3 separate regions of the Mus musculus genome follow, and all the other regions are linked to region 3. The links are chromatin contacts, called in public HiChIP or PLAC-seq maps. All regions are on one chromosome and are shown on one strand. Each heading gives the region's core, a stretch centred on a gene start, on an enhancer-like site or on the middle of the called end of the contact. The rest is flanking DNA. Distances are from core to core; before and after follow the strand shown.

Region 1 (4,421 bases), core at 622-3,121, 120 kb after region 3:
GGAAATGTGCGGTGTCTTCCTAGCAGGGTTCTGCTGTCTGTGCTCCACGTCCCTGGGTGCTGGCAGAAGAGCTGAAACGTCTCCTGTTAATTGTCAGAGTGAAACAGACAAAGAGAGGTGTAGAGAAAGCATGGTGCTCCACGCAGTCGGTCCTGTAACGGAGGAGGATGTTTTGTTCTTCCCAGAGCGGGACACACGGCTCAGCAGACCCTGCGGTTTTGCCACTGCAAACGAGGACCCTAACAACTGCCTGTCCCCTGAATAAAGGCTGGAGTTGCAGTGTAGTGGGCCGGGTGCTTGCCAAGCAGGCATCAAACACACGGACAAACACGAACGCCTTGGGTTTGTGTTCCCCAGTGCCACATAAGCTTGGCATGTCCGATGATGCAAGATCAAAAGCCAAGGTCACCCTGGGCTGCATAGTAAGCTCAAGGCCAGCCTACAGGAGACTTTGTTGTGAAAACAAACAAACACCACATCGAGCAGGCAAGCAAAAACCATGAAGGGGTTGGGGTGAAGCAAGCCACTTTATTCTCATTTACAAACTGACTCCACAGTTCAATTTCCCACCCACCGAGCACCTGTTCTCCCTTCTCCAAATCTTGAACTCCTGCAAGCTGCAGTTTCTCATTAGGACAGAGAACTCTCCTCTCAGCCCAGAGAGCCACCTGCTACAGGATTCTAGTAATAAAGATGAATAGTTATGTGCTGTGAGGAACTCACACCCCCCAGCCACAAAACCAGCCTGACATGCCAGTCCTGATCACACTGTGGGCCAGAGGGAAAGCCTCTGCGTCTCCAGGAAAAGGTCCCTCCTCACTACAGTGTAGTGTGTCAGGAATTTGGTGACATCTCCTGACTTTTAGAGGTAAAGCAAAAAAAAAAAAAAAGGGACTCAGAAGTGAAGTCACTTGTTCAAGGTCACACAGATAAGCAGTCAGATTTGGTTTCAAAATCAACTTGCTGTTTGAAAATGTGGCCTTAGGTGGAGGTCTCCCTTCAAGGTCACCCGGGTGGACTCCACTCTGGCAGGGCTAATGGACGATAAACAGAGGTCTGGGAGTGCTGGCAGAACAGAACTGAATTGCACCTGACACTTGAAGGTAGCTGATGGACAAGTGATTCACACCAGAGCCACAGTTTACATTGTCCCTGTAGTGGCTTCTGGGGAGTGGGGCAGGCAGTTAGAATATTCCAGTCCCAGCGGGAGGCACAGGGGCAGACTCTTAGAAGGAATTATTAACACCCAAGGAATTCCTTCGGAACAGTAGGGGGGAATAAAGATTCTTAAAAAAAAGGTCTAATAGCAAATTTTCTGGATTTTCCAGCTAATTTGAAGGTACCTACTTGGAACATTTTCTTGTCAGAAAAGATTTTAAAATACATTCATTCAGTGTGACATGATAATTGGGCCTGGCTGTCTGATGAATGCCTTTTATCTCTTCCTGAGCTATTGTTCAGTGGGATGGAGCCGATGGGCTGCAGGCTGCAGCCAGCACTTGGTTAAATGCACTCACAGAGCCACTTTCAATGATTCTGGTCACAGGAGACAGCGAGACGCGAGATGGAAGCTTATGTGAGCAAGTGTCCGGAAGAGGAGGACATTAAGTGGTTAGAGAGGGCATTTTCTCGAGGCACACATGAGAAGACCAGGGTCCAGGGAGCTGCCAGTGCCACTCAACATAGGGGTTGCATAGATCTGTGTCTCCTGAGCCAGACCCCAGGTCCCTGTATCCTACCTCTTGAGGGGGTCTGTGGAAAAGATGCAGCAGTGGGCAGCTTACGTCTGGGAGACACTGCCCGGTCAGTCCCCACCTACCCCTGACCTCCCCTGCACCAGAGACCCCGCCCTCTGAGCTGCACAGCAGGACTGGGTGGCCCCAAGGGCTGTGCTTTCCTGGTTGTGTGTTCTTAGCTCTGCCGCTTCATGGAAGCAGCTGTCTTTATGGGCCCTTTTTCCTCTTGCCTTTCACATTTTCCTTCCTTTAACCATTTTGTTTTTACAAAGGCAAATTTCCAGACCTGGCCACCTGACAGTCATCTCCACCTTTCTTTATCACCCCTAAGAAAGAGGGGTTTGTTTGGATTTTTTTGTTCTTCAACTTTACGCCATTTCTCCCCCATCCATGTTTTTCTGTTGAATTTGCTTCAGAAATTCTTTGTAGGAACCAAAGGCGCTTTAGAGCGTCTCGGAGCTTTCCATATGTTAATAAGGTGTTTGTAGAACTGTAGCTGGGGTTTCCTCCTTGTCAGAGCAGGGCTATCCTTCCTTTTAAGAGACAGCTTGTCCTCAAAAATGCCCTTCATTAACATTTAACGAATAGTACAGTTTCCGTTGGGATTAAGAAGTTGACATTTCCATTGTTTTTCTTAGAAAACAGCACAACATTAGCCATGCCCTCGAGGGACTGCATTTTCCACCAAAGTGAGATAACAAAGGCCTGGGCAAGGAGTCCTTACCTGGCTGGGTGTGTTGCTATTTAGACATGCGTGTCTGTCTGCGGCTCTTCCCGTGCATAATCGCATCTCTGCATCTGAATGTGTGTTTATGACATTTTACACGTGGCTGTGATTGTCTGCCAATAGGTAATTGGCTATGTATAAATCTGGGCTGGTGTGTGTGTGTGTGTGTGTGTGTGTGTGTGTGTACTATTCACAGTTGTGAATGTGTGCTGTACCTGACTGTGTTCATGCATACATTTGTCTGCATATGTTCTAGGGTGTCTATGCACATAGAGAGATGTGCAGACTTATGTGGAAGTGGGTGCTCTGGGTCTGGGAGTCTGTGTCCCCAGTGCCTGGGTGTGAGCTCCTGTGTGTACAGAAGTCTTTGTCCTGTTTGCTTAAGTGTTTGGGAGGCCCGAGGATGCCCAGCTTTGTGTTCAGAGCCCCTTATAAACATAGACCCAGCGCCCTCCGGTGGACGTTGTTGGAATGCAGCCACAAATAAAACAAACTGGCATGCTCAAAATTATGTCCGATTCAAAATAAGAGTTTCTGGTTATGTGCAGGGCAAAGCTTCTGGGGTTTTCCTTGAGAAAGGGTGTGTGTGTCCAGGCTTATGCTCCTGGATTAGGGTACACGCTCAACAGAGAATGAAGATAGCAGGCTCAACACAGGCAGCTGTCTCATGGTGACATTGTGAAGGGGCTCTTTTTCTGGGGTGGGGACAGGATCACTGGGCTTCCTCTCAGCCAGAAGGGTCAGAAGCGACCTCGTGTGCACACTCCTGAGAGCTTGCATGCTCTATCAGCCTCCTTGGCACCAGTTCAAGGGTATCTCTAGCCCATTGCCCCTCAGGTACCTTATAAAATCCTCCTAGTCTAGGAAAGGGGACCTTCAGCAGAGATGGTATGTATGCTTGTTTCCTATTGCTGTCAGAAAGCATGGGTCATCAACTTAGAGGTGAAAGTAGGTCACCTGTCTAAAACGGAAGAGCAGATGTAGTGGCTCGTACCTGCAAATTCATGTTTGGAAGGCAAAGACAGAAGGGCCACAGCCTGGGGACTGACTATGCCTTCAGCATGCTGGCCTTTGAGGGGACAGTCAAGATCAGAACCATAACAGCAGATTATGTAGTTGTAATAACAATACTTGCCTTATTGGGCCATTGAAGGAATACCAGGAGACAGGAGAGGGTTTGGTGCAACGACAGGGACATTCCACAGCACACATGGGGAAATTACAGGGTTTGTATTCTCTCCCTCTACTATCCTGCTTCTGAGGACAGAACCTGGGTCATCAGGCTTAGAGGCAAGAACCTTTAGTTGCCAAACTACATCACAGGTCCTGTCTTTCTAGTTTTGTTTTGTTTTGTTTTGTTTTTGCTTTTCTTCCTGGGTTCCAGGTGAGCAGGCTTCTACCACTACGTTCTATGCTGCCAACATAATAGAGCCAACTCTATTTGTCACGGGACAAAACCGTGAGCCAGAATGAACCTTCTTGGTAATCCAGAGCCTCTGCCACAGGCACAGAAGCCTGACTAACACCTCTGCCAACCGGAAATGATACTCTAGCGTCACATGCATTACACATCTCCGCAGTAGTGGAGACAGACTTTGAATCCCGCATCATCAAATCTCAAAGGCACGCTCTTCTCCACTAAGGGATATTGATATAAGACTCAAATCTCTGTCTTACAGACAAAAAACAAGGCATTTGGGGATAGTCTGACAGGCATCAATCAACGCCTTGAGAAAAATGTGTGCACGTGGTGGGCAGAGCAAGAATGTCCAATGCAGGAATAAAAACATGAAAAAGTCAAGTCTATTAAGGTTTTATAATCATTAAAATCATTCTTTAGGCATAGTCTGGAGACCATAGATAGTCCTGTATCCACCACTGTCCACAGCTGTGGAGGCATACACCTTTAATCCCAGCACTCAGGAGGCAGAGGCAGTAACATCTCTGTGAGTTCAAGG
Region 2 (4,271 bases), core at 242-2,741, 120 kb before region 3:
CTGGGTCTGTCTTCTGGGTAGTTAGACGGGGTGCTCTCGCTCTGGCTCTGGGATCCGCAAGGGTGCGTTTGGGGAGCAGGAACCAAAGAGTCGGAGTCTAATCACCATCTGGCAAAATGAGCGCTGTAGCCTAGACCCCAGGATGCCAGAGCAAAGTTGATGCAAGGGATGGGAAACGTGGCAGTGCCTCAGTTCCCCAAGCGCACCAATAGCTTTGGAGCTTACCTTATCTTTCTGACCAGCTCCGGTCTCCTCGGCGGAGCACTTGTTGAGCAGTTTTTTGCCTCCGCAGGTCGTCGGGCTCCAGGTACGGCCGCCAGAGCACACGCCTCCCGGAGGGTCCCCCGCAGCGCTCGCGCTCTCCACTTTGATGAGTCGGTGCTTAGGGGAGATGTAGCGCACCTCCGCCGGCGTCGTCGGCCGCCGCTCGCTGCTGCTGCGGTAGAGGTGCGGGGAGCCGGAGGATGAGGACGAGGACGCGGCGGCGCCCGCTCCCGCCGCCGCGCAGCAGCAGCCCGCAGCTCCCGCTGCCGCCGTGAAGGCGCGCTGGCCCCCGCCGGGGTCCCCGCCGCCGCCGCCGCCGCAGTAGTCCAGGCGGCACATAGCTCGCAGTTTGCGCAGCGACGAGCCCGGCCCGTTGTACGGGTCCTCGAAGTCGCGCTCCTTCTGCGCGCGGTAGGCGCGGATGAGGTCACTCGTGCTGCCGCTGTCGTCGGGCAGAGAGCCCGACGAGGCCGAGAAGCAGGCGGCGGCCGACCCACAGGACGCCGAGGACGCCGAGCAGGCCTGCGGCACGGCCTGCGGGGGCTGCTCTCGTCGCTCGCCCCGGCGCCGCTGCTCCCGGTAGTCCGGCCTCGGCGGCTGCGGCGGACTCTTAGTCTTGCTGTTGCCCAAGCTGAAGTACTTGTTCAGCCACTTGGCCATGGCGAAGGGCCGCCTAGGGCCGCGGCGCGCGAGCCCGGTCCGCCGCCGCGGCCATTCGGGGGACAACGCTGTCGCCCAGTCCCGCAACGCCCCTGCCCCGGTGGGGGGCGTGCGGGGCACCGGTCGCCAAGTTCAAGTTCTCGCAGCCGCCGCCTCCTGCCGGCCGCCGCCTGGCTCCGGCCGCTGCTGCACAGCCCTCCGCCCCTGCCGCGCGCCGACCGAGCTTTGGATCTCGCGCCCCGCACAGACGTGTCTCATAGGGACCCGGGCCGCCTAGAGCGGAAGGCCAGGCGCCCCCCGCCGCGCACGCCCGCACCCAGCGCCCCCACCCTCGCGGAGCGCGCCCCTGCCCCGTGCGAGCCGCGGCCAGCTGCGGGCTTCTCGAGTGCACGGGGGCGAGCCCGGCCCCACTGCGGGTCGGAAAACAAGCGAACGAATGAGGGAGGCGGCCGGCGCCTGGCGGAGCCCGCGCGCCCCTGCCCGTCCCGGCGGCGCCTGGCTCTGCCGCTGCCTCTGCTGCCGCCTCCCGAGCCGCCGCGTGTGTGACACTCGGCCGCCAGAACCCGCCCAGCGCCGCGGCCCCGCCCCTTCCCGCAGGCCCCACCCCTCCGCCAATGCCACGCCCCTCCTAGGCCACGCCCCCGCGTGCAGCCAGGAACCTCCTCACGACTGCACGAGCCACCTCCTGCGGCCGCCTGGGCGCCAGCTCCGGGGTCCTGCCCTAGGGCGCCCGCGTCCTGCGGCTTGGCAGGCCGTGCCTCCCTCCAGCAGGGACTGCGGCTCTTTGAAGCCAAAGCAGTCAGCACAGTCCCTGGGGGCCCACGCGCCGTGCACTCTAGGAATGGATGTCCACCATCGAGGTGGTAGGCAGGCTGGACTAACGCACGACCTCTAGTTGACCGAGAGGACCATGCAGAGGAGATGCCCTAAAATGAGAGAGTGGCTGTCCCTCTTCTCTTTAAAGGGACAGAGACTCCGGTTCAGCTTTTCCGGCGCCGGGTCTTCGGAAAAACTCTTTATGCTAATGAGTGTATTAGCAATCCAGATGACGGATCCGGACGGGATAGGCGGCTGGGACCAGGCGGGGCACCAATCCCTGAGCAAGGCTAAGGGGAGGTCGGACTGTTTGCTTACCTTTTCACCTTCTAGGAAGTGGGGCTTTAACCCTGTTCACTGCCAACCTAGTGGAACCAGCTATGTAAACATTTAACGCTTAAGGTTGCCGGAGCTGGCGAGACTCTATTTAATCCAGAGACAGTTTTCCAGATGGAGAAACTGAGGCCCCGAGGTAGATTATACATGGATGACTAGGATCTGGTGGCACTGTGATGATGTAACTTAAGACAATGGAGTTATTATCCAAACGTGAGGAAACCCAGGCCAAAGGGGGGTAGCTTTCTGAGTCTGCTCTCAGAGGGGGTAGCAGGAGCCTTGTCAAGAACAAAATACTGCCTGAAAATGAAATAAGATATCTGCCTTCTAGATGTTAGATATGTTTGGAAGTTCTATTTGGCCAGCCCCACCCCCCATCCCCCTTGAGTACCTCTGAGCTGAAACCGTCCTTCAGAATGGTGATTTGCCAAAATAACACACTGTGACCGTAATTTCACCTGTCACCTGTACATTATATATAGGTTGGACACACTGTTTTTCCTGTGTCCTGTAGGAACAGTAACCTATCGAAGTAGAGAGCAAATCCAGGATCTGCTAGTACTGGAGGTCAGACTCTCATCCTGAGACTTCGGGACCTGGTAAGGCACAATGTGACCTCTTCCAAACTCTCCCTGCGACCTACCAGACTCAGGCTCCAGCGACACCACACTAGAAAAAGGCAGACCCATGACTCCGAAGGCTCCAATCTATCTGCTCAGCCCCACGTAGTCAGACTACTTGCCTCTCTCGTTCCCTAAGACCACTTGAATTTCCCAAACCCCACTGCTACCTGAACCCCAACAATCTCCGATAACATTCCCACTTATTTCTTACCTGAGACCTATTCATTTAGCATCCTTAGGAAATAGTCTTAAACTCTGCACACAGGACAAGGCTGAACGTTTGGTGTGTGGAGCATAGATAGGGAGAGACCCCAGAAGTTGATGCTGAGATGCTTATTTTGGGTATCCCTACACTTATATGTCTCAAATTACCCTTTAAATCCTTGCTCTGCTGCGCAAGCACTTAATCATGCTGCATGGAGGGAGGCCCCAATTAAGGGGAAAAAACCTGACCGACCAGGACATCCTCGTTTTAAGCCCCACCCCCGTCCCGCCCCCTCCCTCCAGCTTCTAGGCTCAGGAAGGAAAGGAAGCCAGATCCTGGCAGTCAGCCAGGCCACCTGGGCCAAGAAAGTCCTCCCCAGGGTCTGGAGGCCTGTTCTCTGCTCCCTGCATGTGTGCTGCACATGGAAACAGTATCTTGCTTTTCTGAAGGTTTAGGAAGCGAAGTTGTATTTCACAACTTATTTTTTTCACATTCTGCTTTCAGCTGGCCACAGAGTCAGAGTTGTCGCTCCTGTAAGGTTTCTTCTGGGCTATAATTTGCAAGCCAGAATTATTGTAATGCTATAGTATTATGCCAAGAGCTTCCAGAGTCCCTGTGTAACTGCCTGGCCCCTAAACACTGTATATAATTAACCCCAGTCAGTATCCCTGCAATCTGATCTTATTCCTGGTTTACAGATGGGGTGGCTGGCCTAAAGTGGTATTTACTTGATACAAGCAAGATGTCTCTGGGTGTTTTCCTTTGCGTATAGAGACACACCTTCAGAGATGGAGTCAGAAATAGTAATTCTGAAGAGAAACATAAAATCTTCAGGAAGATAATGGAGAAGCATCCTGCCTTGTGTTTCAGGGAGACAGATGCTTGTAGGAAAATCATCAGAGTAGCCAGAAGATGAGCTCTCTCTCTCCAGTCACAGCTTCCAGGATTCACAGAGGAGAAACTGGGACCAGTGGCAGAGAAACAGTCAAGAGGAACTGCTGTGGGGCTGGTGAGATGGCTCAGTGGGTAAGAGCACCCGACTGCTCTTCCGAAGGTCCGAAGTTCAAATCCCAGCAACCACATGGTGGCTCACAACCATCCGTAATGAGATCTGACTCCCTCTTCTGGAGTGTCTGAAGACAGCTACAGTGTAATTACATATAATCAATAAATAAATCTTAAAAAAAAAAAAAAAGGAACTGCTGTGATTGATAGCCATTTTTCTGGTTGTCACAAACCCCACCCTATGTCATGCTGTAAATAAAGCCTCCCCCCTCCCCCCAGTGTCAGAGACCCATAACAGGACTTCAGGACTTCATACTTGCTCTACTGCCAAGTTCTACTGCTAACCCCTGGTTTGACATTGA
Region 3 (4,818 bases), core at 314-2,813:
TGCACCTGTGTTGGTGCCTTGAGACCACATGAAGGAACTAGGGAACTCCCAGGTTTCAGCCCCAATATGTTACATAAGGAAGGACCTTGGATGGAGTGGTGATTCAGAGAGGCGCTCACATATATTTCTAGTATTCAGTCCCTTTCAAGATGTTGGCATCATGGTGGGAGAAGTGGGGACAGGAGGTCTAACAGTAACTCTAAGTTACACTGTTTTTGAGTTAGAACTCAGAAGAGCAAGCCAACTTAGCAGTGAAGATCTGTAAGCAAGTGCATTTATTTATTTATTTATTTATTTATTTATTTATCTTTATGCATATGAGTACACTGAGGCTGTACGATGGTTGTGAGCCTTCATGTGGTTGTTGGGAATTGAATTTAGAACCTCTGCTCACTCTGGTCAATGCCACTCACTCAGTCCCTGACTGCTCCAACCCAAAGATTTACTTATTATTATACATAAATACATTGTAGTTGTCTTCAGACATGCGTCAGATCTCATTACTACGGATGGTTGTGAGCCACCATGTGGTTGCTGGGATTTGAACTCAGGACCTTCGGAAGAGCAGTCAGTGTTCTTACCCAGGCAATAGCTTTTCATTAACCTAATGCCCCATACCCTTTCATATAATATTTTAAATATTAAGGAGAGGGAGCACTGATATTTCCTTTTGTAATGTTACCAGGAGAACAGGAAGTGAGGTCCAAAACTAATTATGAGGGAAGGGTCTAATTTCAGTGGCTTCTAAGCCTGGCTGTTTACCTAACACTTCCGTAGAAGAATTGTTTCTGGGTACAGCCAGCCAGTGATCAGTGATGGCAGATCCTAAGTCATTGGCTACAAGGCAGAAAGGGAAGCAAAGGGAATGTGGTGGTGGTGGTGGTGGTGGTGGCAGCGGCGGCGGCAGGCGGCGGCAAGAAGCTTTTAATAGGAGCCCTGTTGTGTGAAGGGCTCTAGGGCACTTTCCAAACGGCTTGGGCTGATTTGCAGTCAGGCTGTTTTTCACTTGGACAACTTTATATATTATGTTCGAGGGTGAACAACAACCTGGACGTATTTACTTAATGATGTGGGAAGCCAGTAAATAAAATAATTACAAAGAGTGACAGGCACTTAATAAAAGGGGCTGAGTGGAGGATGGGGGAAAGACGGGGTCAGTTGCATCAGGATGGGAGACAGGAGAAGGGACCCGTGAGTGCATGAAGGTAGGGAAAGATGCTCACTCCCACTGCCCCGTGAAGTTGGTTCTGACGTAAAAGAACCTAATATTTCAGGAAAGCATCCAACCGCTCTGGAACTCTTGAAGTCACTACCCTTCTTCACCTCCCCAGCTCCCCAGCAACCCTAGACCCAAATTTCCCAAGGAGACAAACATCCCACTTCAGGTTTAGATTTACATTAGAAAGAGACCTTAATTACTTCTGATCTCTCACACCTCGGAGGAGCTGATTTGAGCTTTTCAGATGCAAAGAGTGTTAATTGGTTAAGAGCCCCAGCTGAGCTAAACCACCCAGAGAAGGAAGGGGGTGGGGAGAAAGCTCCGGAGGAGGTGACTGATGCACAACTCAAGTTTCCGGGAGATCTGAAGGAGAGCCGAAGAGGAACTGACACAATAGTTGGTCTGGGTTCAGCCCTCCAGTCAATCCATCAGGCCTCCTTCACTCAACTGACAAGAACCCACCCACCCCACTGTCTCCCGGAAGCTCTGCCCCCTGGGTCTTGCCCCTGGCTTCCCAGCTCGCGCAGTGCTTTTTGGGCTCCGGGTTTCTAATTACAGCACTTCCCAGCTTGCCTGGGATGGATGTCTGGGAAGTGGATGGCCCTTCTGCAAAGACAAGAGTCCTGGTTGAGCATTGTCACTTTGTAGCTCAAGGTCGATGTCTGGGAGATGTGAAATGAGCGGGAAAACAGAACACATGGTTACAATGTTAATGAAGTAAGCCGTCACTCATCTGGTTCCCTAAGATTCAAGCTGTGCAATCTCAGAGACTCCTGCCAGACTAATCTCCAGGGTGGATAACCGTAGGCCAGTATGTATTTGTGAGATTATTGAATTTCTACCCCCCACATGAAATCTAGACCCCATTTGTTTAGTTTGTAGATGTTCTATTTGTAGCAACTTTATATAAATATAGTGAATGTAAAACTGCAGATTTAAAATGTTGAGTCAGCCCCAAGAACAAGAAATATGACCAAAAATGACGCCAAGGCACATCATAACATTACTGCTCAAAGCATTAACAAAGAAAACCTTTTAAGAAGCAGCAAGAGAATCAGGGCCTGGGTTGTGTGGCAACTGTCTCCATAAATAAATAAATAAATTTAAAAGAGGCTAGGAGGTAGCTCAGCAGTAGTGTTTACCTAGAGTGTGTAGGACAGTTAGTTTAATTCCCTGCAACAACCAGCCACAGCATCCATCGGGTTCACAGTGTAATTCAGAGGCCAAGGTCACTCTGCTGGACAGGCAAAGAATTGACTGTCCAAGAAAGACACTAGACTAAAGCAAGTGTTTCCATTTCTAGAGACACAAGCAGGAGGCAGAGAGAACAAAAGAAACAAAGTCTTTTATTGCGATAGGCTGGTTCCTCCAGCCAGGATTGGAGGAGAAACGCAGAGGTGGGGCTTCCTGGGGGACTCCGGGTTAGGCATTTTATAAGACCCCTGGGTTTTTCTCAGCTTCTCACCCAGATGTTTGTCTTTGGATGGACTTTTCTTTCCAGAAACCCTTCCCACCTAGGAAGCCCACCCTGTTTCCCCTACCTGCCTACATACTTCTAACTTCCCCACAATAGGAACAAGGTGAGAGAGTGACAGTATTTTCATCAGACACTTTGTATGTGAAAAGGCAGAAAGATAAAAATAGGAGCTGGAATAATGTTTAAACAGTCAAGAGCACTTTTGCAGAGGACCCACGTTTGGCTTCCCGCCACCCACACTGGGTAACTCCAGCTACAGGGGATCTGACGCCCTCTTCTGACCCCCCCAGAGGCATTCTCACACAGGTGTACAGGAGGTGGGGGATAAAGTGACACAAGCAGAAAAACGGCAGCAAACGGCCTTGAAGGTATCATTTTTAAGAAGAGAAAAAGGGGAAGTCTGTGTTAGAGTGGGCTAGGATGCAGTGGTATATATATATATAGGTTTTTCGAGACAGGGTTTCTCTGTATAGCCCTGGCTGTCCTGGGACTCACTCTGTAGACCAGGCTGGCCTCGAACTCAGAAATCCACCTGCCTCTGCCTCCCAAGTGCTGGGATTAAAGGCGTGCGCCACCACGCCCAGCTGCAGTGGTATATTTTAATAGGTGAGCCAAAGGGGGCCTTTGATTGCTGGACTCCAATACTCTGGTAACTGGACCTTGGTAGTCTGCCTCAGGAGGAGGAAGTGGCCTGGGAAGGGACTAGACCTTGGGGGCTAGCTTTAAGAATTGAATCTAATGGTTTTTCCCAAGGCAGAGGGAATCTGGGAAGAGGGCAAGGCCTGCTAGAGCCACTATTTTCAGGCTTGAGCTGCCCAGAGTCTCTTCACCTTTCAGCCTCCATACTGGAACCAAGCTACTTCTTCTAGATCTAGCAGGGCCAGCAACCACCACCGAGCAGAGGTTTCTATGGTAACTTTGGCCCCCACAGTCATGGCAATAATCTAAGTAAAAGGTTATAGCTGGGTCTGTGGTGATGGTGATGGAGCTGTTGGTGTTCTCTCATGGGAACACTGTCCAGGGTTACCAGACCCTCGCCTGAAATTCCAGCCACCCCTCCCCAACCTCCCAACTGCACCTGATCTCAGATGATGCTAGAATCCACAGGAGATAGACGGTTGGGGCATCTGTGATAGAGCTTTTCTGAGTCCCCACCCATGTGGTGGGGAACCCTTTGGTGATGCAGTTTCCAGGATCTTTGCTTCTGCAAGCAACCCCATACATACCTGTGTTCCTGTACATACCTGTGTTCCTATAACCAGCTTCAATAGACTCATTAATTCACCGTGCTGGACTTGGATGGGCTCATTTCTCCAGTATGGGGTAGTTTTGTCTGCATGAACTGATGTTTCTTTACACCTCAGAGAAGTCACACAACAATTGACTTGTATGCTCATTGAAAGCATTTAGGGCTTAGTGGGCCTTTTAACAAAAGCTGAAGTCAGATGTGGCAGACTTGGGAAAAGAGCTGCCATGAAATAATTCTCCAGAGTAAGCTTCCTTAGGAGAGAGGCCCTGACCCGGGGTCTTGGGGTGGGAGAGATAACATCTTACCAGAGAGTGTGAGGGCCCTTAAAGGGAGAGCGAACCTTCCCTTCAAACGTCAGAACAGAAAGCTTGAAATGGGGGAGCGAGGGGGGGGGGCTGGCAAGTACCTCGTGATGGCGGGCTGAAAGGAAGCTCAGATCTCCCAGCAAAGGGGATTTCTGACTTCTAAGGTTTCCACAGGGAAGTGCTAAGTTCACACCTCCTGACTCCCAGCACTGAGGCCAGAACTAGATGGGACTTTAAACTTGACTCTGCAACTGTAAGGAGGAGGGGCTGGGTTTGCCTCCCCTTCACACACAGAGCTATCTGTGACCTTCACATCTAATAGATTCAGCAGGGGCCATCGGGTGCAGAGTGGGGTAGTAGGAAGGGAATGTCCTGATTTCTAGTTTCTAGGAGGGAGGGAGGGAGGGAGAGATAGAGAGACAGGGAAGCAGAGACAGAGAGACAGACACACACACAGAGCTATCTGTGATCTAACAGTGAGTAATTTGCTTACTATGCAAGCATGAGGACGTGACCTTGTATCTCTGCCACCCATATAAAGGCTGAGTGTGGGTAGTGTGTGTGCTTA

What was found. HiChIP or PLAC-seq counts read pairs in DNA pulled down with a chosen protein or histone mark.
Region 1: an H3K4me3 HiChIP or PLAC-seq map of embryonic forebrain shows a contact between it and region 3, with 2.4 times the contacts expected there. The contact joins two enhancer-like sites. A contact is called at or near these places in 10 of 484 Hi-C or Micro-C datasets (Sertoli cells, embryonic ectoderm, embryonic stem cells and 4 more), 14 of 115 datasets of contacts at active chromatin or transcription factors (the SCID.adh cell line, astrocytes, embryonic basal ganglia and 2 more) and 1 of 9 other capture datasets (embryonic stem cells).
Region 2: an H3K4me3 HiChIP or PLAC-seq map of embryonic forebrain shows a contact between it and region 3, with 2.5 times the contacts expected there. The contact joins the promoter of Shb here to the enhancer-like site in region 3. A contact is called at or near these places in 1 of 39 promoter capture datasets (epiblast stem cells), 3 of 484 Hi-C or Micro-C datasets (nephron progenitors, stem cell-derived cardiac mesoderm and uterus) and 4 of 115 datasets of contacts at active chromatin or transcription factors (embryonic forebrain, embryonic stem cells, forebrain and 1 more).

The regions. Positions count from the first base shown.
Region 1 is chr4:45,768,945-45,773,365 of GRCm38.p6, forward strand. No RefSeq gene overlaps it. Among named protein-coding and RNA genes, the nearest start is that of Gm12409, 6.9 kb to the left of the region's middle. Within about 2 kb of position 1,872, at least 44 of the 459 cell types and tissues checked have an H3K27ac peak or open chromatin away from gene starts, as enhancers often do. A contact at or near this core is called in embryonic basal ganglia and embryonic forebrain, where this site is marked.
Region 2 is chr4:45,529,337-45,533,607 of GRCm38.p6, forward strand. It overlaps Shb (src homology 2 domain-containing transforming protein B), which reads right to left and starts at 1,492. Exons shown (of 6, transcript NM_001033306.1): 1 at 226-1,492. The coding sequence starts at 924.
Region 3 is chr4:45,653,043-45,657,860 of GRCm38.p6, forward strand. No RefSeq gene overlaps it. Among named protein-coding and RNA genes, the nearest start is that of Gm12408, 16 kb to the left of the region's middle. Within about 2 kb of position 1,564, at least 58 of the 459 cell types and tissues checked have an H3K27ac peak or open chromatin away from gene starts, as enhancers often do. A contact at or near this core is called in embryonic basal ganglia, embryonic forebrain, epiblast stem cells and 1 more, where this site is marked.